Regions from separate parts of the Dromaius novaehollandiae genome. Here region 1 is linked to region 2. Evidence: chromatin contacts called from public Hi-C data. All regions are on one chromosome and are shown on one strand. Each heading gives the region's core, a stretch centred on a gene start, on an enhancer-like site or on the middle of the called end of the contact. The rest is flanking DNA. Distances are from core to core; before and after follow the strand shown. Region 1 overlaps SPON1 (spondin 1). Region 2 holds the start of SPON1 (spondin 1).

Region 1 (3,402 bases), core at 149-2,648, 500 kb before region 2:
AAAAAGGAGATGCAAGGATTTGAACAATGGCTTCAAGTTAAAAAAAAAAAAAAAAAAAAAAAAAGGGTAAAGGAATTCTTTGATACAAAGGACAACTAGGCTATCATTCTAGATCAATATGGATCCAACATATGCTATGTATTAACTTATGCTCTTGAAATGCAAACAGAACAAAATGACTTTATAAATACTCAACTGTGGTCTAAACACCTTCTCTGGACTCCTAAAAGAGGAGGTGACTGGTCTTAAGAAGATTCTTTACTGGATTATCATGGAGCAATAACTTTAAGCTAAGAAAAGCAAGCTTAAATATCAGAGAATGTTTGTGACATACACAAAGGGAATCACTAAATAATCATATAGGAAAAGTTGCACCATAAATCATTAAGACACAGCTGGACAAAGCACTCAGGAAGACAGTATACTGTATTTGCAGCAGTAGCAACAGGACACACTAAATAATTCTTTATGTAACGCTTTTTTTCTCTTCTAATTCCTATGCATATTTTTAAAAAAATCCCCAATAAGCAGATGCAGTAATTAGCACAAGTAGGAGAAACAATACCTTAAGACAATTTTAAATTTAAGAAAAAGTTTTGCTTATTTTCTGCCATTATCTTTGCTGGAGGTTGGTCAGGGAGGATAAGGTTCCGGGGGAGGGGGGGAAAGGTTGGTTTTTTTTTCTTTTATGAGAAGTTATTTTGATATTATTTCATAATACTACCTTGCGTGCGATTCTCTCAATTACCACTCTGGCTACCAGCTTGATAGAGCCTCCTTCTGGATCATAAAATGGACTTTGAGGGTGATCTAGGCTTGTAAGTGGTCTGATCTTCTCTTGAGGAACTGTAGGTTTGTTGGGAGACTGCAATCAAAAAGCAAAAGATAAATATGGCTTAAAATAACTTTGACTTATTAGTAAAAGTATAATCCATCTGCAGAAATAAAAATGTCTCTTAATGCTAAACTTGCAAATTCCAATAGAAGATGAACTCAGTATGGTCACACTTAACAGTAAGTTTTTTCTGTCGTGAAGAACTTCTCTAACACTTTGGGATTGGGCCCTCGTGCTAGGTTCCCAAGAAGATGTACACCAGCAAAATTTTTAGTAAAGTAGTATAAAGTCGTATATGACATTACCATGGATGAAACAGCTTTCATTTTTTGCAGCTTTAAGGTAAACCTTACGTCTTGAATACATTACACATAGTCCAAATACCTCATAGGTAACACCACTGTCTGTGCCGGCATCCCACGGGATCAAATCCTGAATGACTTTCTGAACCCAGCCACAGTCCTTGGTACAGAGGTCTTCAGCTGAGAGGCCCACGTTCCAGTCAGGGCTGGGCCCCAGCATGGTGAGGAAGGACATCAGGTGCCGATGCCTATCAACAGAAAACTCGGCAGAGGGAGCAGCTCTCCTGCAAATTGCAAATAGGAAGACTATTAACAACTGAATTCCAGTTTGCTATTAAACAGCAGCAAAATGGTGCTTCGCACTGGCAAATATGGAACGTGGGAATGACACTGTATCTCGTGTGCAGAGATGGACGAGCAAGACTGGGAGAGGACTCTTGCTCAGCAGTGTTTTCTTCTCAGCCGTAAGCAGCCGCTATTGGAGAAACAACTTTGACATCATGCAAGGATAGGTACGGTTTAGTGGGTGACAGAGATGTAGCAATAAAGGGCTGCAGCAGCATGCTTATATCTCAGTCATACAATAAAAAAGCCTGTCAGGACATTTACTACAACAAGCTAAAAATCTGAAGTAAAATAGCAGGGAAGTACCCTGAACTTTTGGGCTGCTGCGATACTTTTGACCAAAAGATGATGATACGAGTTCCAATTTTTAAAGTGCTTAGAAGTGCAACTGTGGTGGTGGTGGAGAGGGAGAAATGCTCATTAGTTAGCGTCTTAGTGCTCATTTAACTGAGAACTGAATGGCTATTGCGAGTCCCCCAGAGTTCAGCCAAGCCTTTTGCAGGGTTCTGGCAGGGGATGTGAAAACACCTCTATTCATCCAGCCTTTGCCAACCCTTCTCTTAAGAAGAAACTGTTAATTGTGCCAAATCATGTAGTGACCTCTGATGTTGACCACTAATTACCACATTCCTATTCAAATAGCAATTAAAATCAGATCTGGAGGTTTCTGCTTCTCAGATGAAAAGCTGGAATTCTTCATGGCATCTTCCTTGGGAACAACAGCTACTGTTGGGTTACTTAAACTAGATAACTATTACCCAAATTTGGTGAACCTGCTCCAACAAAAATTGGTCTGAAATTAGTACAAGTTTTTCTTCAGATACAGGACTTGAACCAATACAGAGTCCTTGTTTTTCCTTTTCGGTTTCTGCCAAAACACATCATTTTACAAGCATCTGAAGACCCTAAATGTTTATTTTTAATGCAAGTCTTGTTGCTGTGTTACTCATCCTGCCTTTTTGGGTAGCTGCGCATACATAATGCACATACACTGTTCTTCTCTAGTTAGAAGAAGAATCTTCCTATTAATGCTTGCCTCACGGTAAACATGTGGCACTTCATTTGTGCATTTATTCTGGCTCATAAAGCTCTCAGGACATTAGAAAAACAGAACAGGTCAAGGACAGTGTCCTTGAGAGAGTATCAGATGTTATCAAATGCAAGATGTCTAACTTAGGGTGGTACTTAGTACCCCTTCTATAGGAAAGTTGCACAAATAGGCACTGCTTAATTGTAAAAATGTTGTGGCCAGCTGTGTTTTGGAGTCTTCAGAAGTTGTTTCTTACTGTGTAAATTGGCCTATATTGAATTAAAGATTCTGAGTAGAAGAGTTTCCAACTGCTTGATGACATTAATCCTGCCTTTCCAAGAAAGAGATGCAAGTGACTTTTATCATGACAGACAGAGCTCTGTTTTGATTTCAGTGGAACAATTTGTCTAATGTAAATTAATAAAATAATGAAGGAAGGTATCAATGTCTCTCTGTGAATATAATAATCTGATATATTTGTCAAGTACATGGCAGTGATTATTTTTTAAAAGCCTGCCAACAGACTTCAGTATCTTAAAGGATTTACTATAATATAAGAAGCACTTTCTAAGAATTCCCTACAGAATTTTATATCTAATGCTGAACAATAAAAACTTCTTCAAGGCTGACAGTACACAGCAAAAATAACAAACATATGTTTATTTATATACCTGATCTTTAAATCAAGGATATATCTATAATATGCACATTGCAGAACAGAGACCCAAAACAACTTTTCTAGAGAAGAAGCAAGGGCAGTGTGGCCTGCACAGAGCCATTCACTACTGCTTCTGGCACCAGAGATATACTACATTCATCGGGATGGGTTTCTCAACGTTATATTTCAATGCTCTGTACAGATATGCTCTCAGAAAACCAAAAGAGGCAGA
Region 2 (3,618 bases), core at 19-2,518:
AAGCAGAAATAAACAGGTGTTGCTATAATGCATACATCTGTCTATGCAACAGTAGTAGATTAAAAAATATACTGAAACTGAGTAAATGCACTTTTACTACTGGCATTTTAGAGGAGTCTTCCCTCCTATGGTTGAAATCAGCTGTCATTATATGTTAGCATAATATTTTATAGAATTTTCTCAAAAGGATATTTAAATGTGGACATCCAATGTTTTTTGTGATAGCACAAATATATAAAATAAACCACAAGAAATAAACTCTTTTTACGATGATATTCTAAGCGATACATGTAAAGCAAGTAAAACAGAGGGTTCTTTCTTGACATCCCCACCAATCTGCTGTGACCATCTCTATGTCAATTATACAAATAAAATTAGATGCCTCTCTAAAGGGAGATAAGTTAAAAATTCTATATCAAATTTTAGAATTCACACAAAGTCATACCACACTTATTCACATAGTATGGCAGTGTATTATTTCATTTCTTTCCTAGATATAAATTAATTACTTGATGTTAGATAGCAGAGTTAGGCCCTTTATTTTAAAAACACTCCCAAATTGTCAATGTCCCCATTCACTTAAGATAAAGCCTTGTTCGGCTGGCAATTCACTGTTAATTAGAAATACATCTAGTTAAGACAGCACAATTATACAGGAATAAAGATGGAGTAAATGAAATCAAACAGAGCAAGACTCTCAAGTCTCTCCCATCCTGTTAAACTGTGAAGGAATTCATACAAAATAGATTATTTCATGAGAAATATGCTCCTTTCTGCTTGTCAGAAGCATTGTTTTTAGGAGATCTTCTTTGCTGTCTTCTTTCAAAAGCTTTTTAAAATATGAACAAAAGGGGAGATCTGAGGGAGCAATTCAGATCACAAAAAAGTATCAGTCTGGTTTATCCCAGATCATATAACACTGAACTCTGTTATTTTCATGTTAGTGTACACATCCATACTTTTTGCCCAAGATTACATGAAACGAATAGGCATATCATAACATCCTTCTTCAAGAGCTGTTAGCTTGTGTTGCCCGTTGAAGGCAAAAGATAAAATTTCTACACACAGCTTCCGGTTTAAGCAAATAGTTGCAATTTATTCCACATACAGCTATCTAGAAACTCCAGGATCCCCTATCTTGCATATGTATTACCTTAATGCAGTCACATTTTCCAAGTCTTAAGTGCCAAAGCAGAAAAGGACCCCAGCATGCCCTACCTCACAGGATATAGCTCTGAAGGAAGATCCCCATAACTAACCTCTTCCCTGAGCAAAATTACAAACTTGAATGAGAGCTCCTTTAATTAGCATTCAAGCATTCTAGTTAAAATATTTTCCCTTACTAGCATGGAAAAGAATTCTTGCTGACCCCAAATCGTGAAGCAACTCGAACACAGCATACACACAAAATATTGTCACCTAATGTAAATCATTAAGCCAGCTCTACCATCACTGCCAAAAAGCCAAGTAGCGAGAAAAATAATTTCCTGTCCAGGAGAAGCAGGAATGCTTCCCTTGTCTTTGACAAGGTGGGAGAGTAGCGCTAATCAACTGGCTGGTAGGTAGTAGATATTGTGTAGATCATTCAAAAAGAAAAAAAAATTATGTAAACAATTAACATTTCTGTGGCAAAGTCTCAAGTAAATGGGCTGGTCTGCCTCCTGGTACTTAATTAGTACACTCTGTTCAGTACATAGTGTGTCCTCAGTAAGCAATGCCTCCAAAACAAATTAAAAGAAGGATAATAAATCTTGCTTTCTCACCAAACATACAAAGCTCGCTCTCTCTCCCCCTCTCTCTCTGCCCCCCCCCCCAACAGATGAAAAAAATAAAGTTGCAGGAGGAAAACAGATCTGCAGCCATCATGCTCACTTCTTATCTCTCTGAGAAATTAGCTTTGCAGCACTGTAGAACTGATGACAGCCTGCACAAGGAGAGAGCTTGGTGAATAATTCAGATCAGAAATTTTTAGATACTTCTCACAACTTTATCATTTTGCAAATCAGTTAAATGTATTTTTACTGCTGAGAAAAAAGCAGCAAAGTCTAAATCAACTGATGTAAAAGTCTGAACAAAATTCATGAACAAAAGGTATGCAGCAATTTTTTTCTCATACCAATAATTTTAAAATAATTATGACACACTGAACAACTAAACCTCCGTCTTCCATCTACTAGCTTTTTTTTTCCCCCTTCAGTTGGACTCCAGTTGGAGCAGGCTGCAACACCTGAGCATTCTCTTACAAATCATCAAGGAAGTGCTCAGAGGCTTGGCATTCTCAGCCATAGCACCCTGTGCTTTTCAAAATGGCTGCACTGCAAAAGACTGCTCACCCAGCAAGGGAGAAAAATGTCACTGTGTTAAGGCAGAATAGTTTACAAAAACAGTGAGAGACTAAAAGCGATACACAGCTTGTGTTTATAAAAATTCATAAGCATTTCATGTGCAGTCCTAAAGGAATTATGTAGATGCTACAACAAATTATTATATAACATAATTAAACACAAAGACCTGCAATAGTAAAATAGCATTAAGGGACAGATTATCATTGCTGCAGTAGTGGCAGACTGCAAGGAAAGATCCCATTAGACGTAATGGGAGCAGAAGTTCTAATCCACTGTGCGCGCTGCTGAAAATAATATCCCTGTGGTTTTGACTTAAACTAGCAGAGTTGAGGCAGCAACCTTATTTCTAATTCTCTCCAGTGTGTACAGACAGCAACGCTCTCACAATGCCTTTATCCCCTCCTCCCTCTCAAACATTTTCAAGAAATCCTCAACACTTGAGCAAGGGAGGGAGGGAGGAACAGGCAGGATATATAATTGTGCATTTCCTCTGCTTTTATTGGTTTAACTCAAGCTGTTAATTTCATTTAGTATAGTTAGTCAACGGTTAGAGCAAGGGACTGGAATTTAAACTCTGATGTTTTTCACTTCGTAACCACAGACATTACCTTTGGACTGGAGTAGCCAGGCAGTCAGCGAGGCAAAGTAAGCTGCTCCCCCTCTCGACAAAATCACCTTTCACCGACAACAGGAACAAATTGCATCGGACTGTGTCTAATACAAACCATCGGGGACTCCAGAGTGCCGCACTTGTCCTATTTTTCCTGCTTTCTGGTAAAGCAGTATTTCTCAGATGAATGGGTCATTTTGTACCCCCCAAACTATCGCTTCATGTTGTAACAGGTTTAACTTTGTCAGTTAAGCTCTTTTAGAGCACAGTCAACTCTAACAGACTGGATGCACAGATGCAAATTCTGGAACATCACTCCTTCCCAAACCAGCAGGCTGGTGCTACCTCCCATCCCTAAATTAGACCTGCCAGCTCCAAAGTGCCAGAATAAAAACACTGTACATAAGCATTATGTAAAAATATGTATATTATTAATTTCCTAACCTTTAAGTGCTTGGGGTACTGGAAGTGTTTACATTGATGCTGGAAAGGATCCTTAGCCATGCTGAGAGAGGAGAAGGGGTTTCACACCCACATGTGGTTGATGGGATGGACTGTACCTTGGCAAATTCGCAAATGACACCAGACTGGGGGGAGTTGGAGGGCAAGGCTGCCACTCAGAGGGACCTCAACAAACTGGAGGTTAGACCATCAAAAACCTCA

Evidence for each region. A called contact is a pair of places that touch in the nucleus more often than the background predicts.
Region 1: a contact with region 2 is called in a Hi-C map of brain, with 4 times the contacts expected there. The contact joins the enhancer-like site here to the promoter of SPON1 in region 2. A contact is called at or near these places in 2 of 4 Hi-C or Micro-C datasets (brain and ovary).

The regions. Positions count from the first base shown.
Region 1 is chr5:59,008,382-59,011,783 of bDroNov1.hap1, reverse strand. It overlaps SPON1 (spondin 1), which reads right to left. Exons shown (of 19, transcript XM_064512947.1): 11 at 1,220-1,421; 12 at 725-865. Among named protein-coding and RNA genes, the nearest start is that of SYT9, 120 kb to the left of the region's middle. Within about 2 kb of position 1,398, at least 2 of the 2 cell types and tissues checked have open chromatin away from gene starts, as enhancers often do.
Region 2 is chr5:58,509,323-58,512,940 of bDroNov1.hap1, reverse strand. SPON1 (spondin 1) reads right to left here and starts at 1,268. Exons shown (of 19, transcript XM_064512947.1): 1 at 1,154-1,268.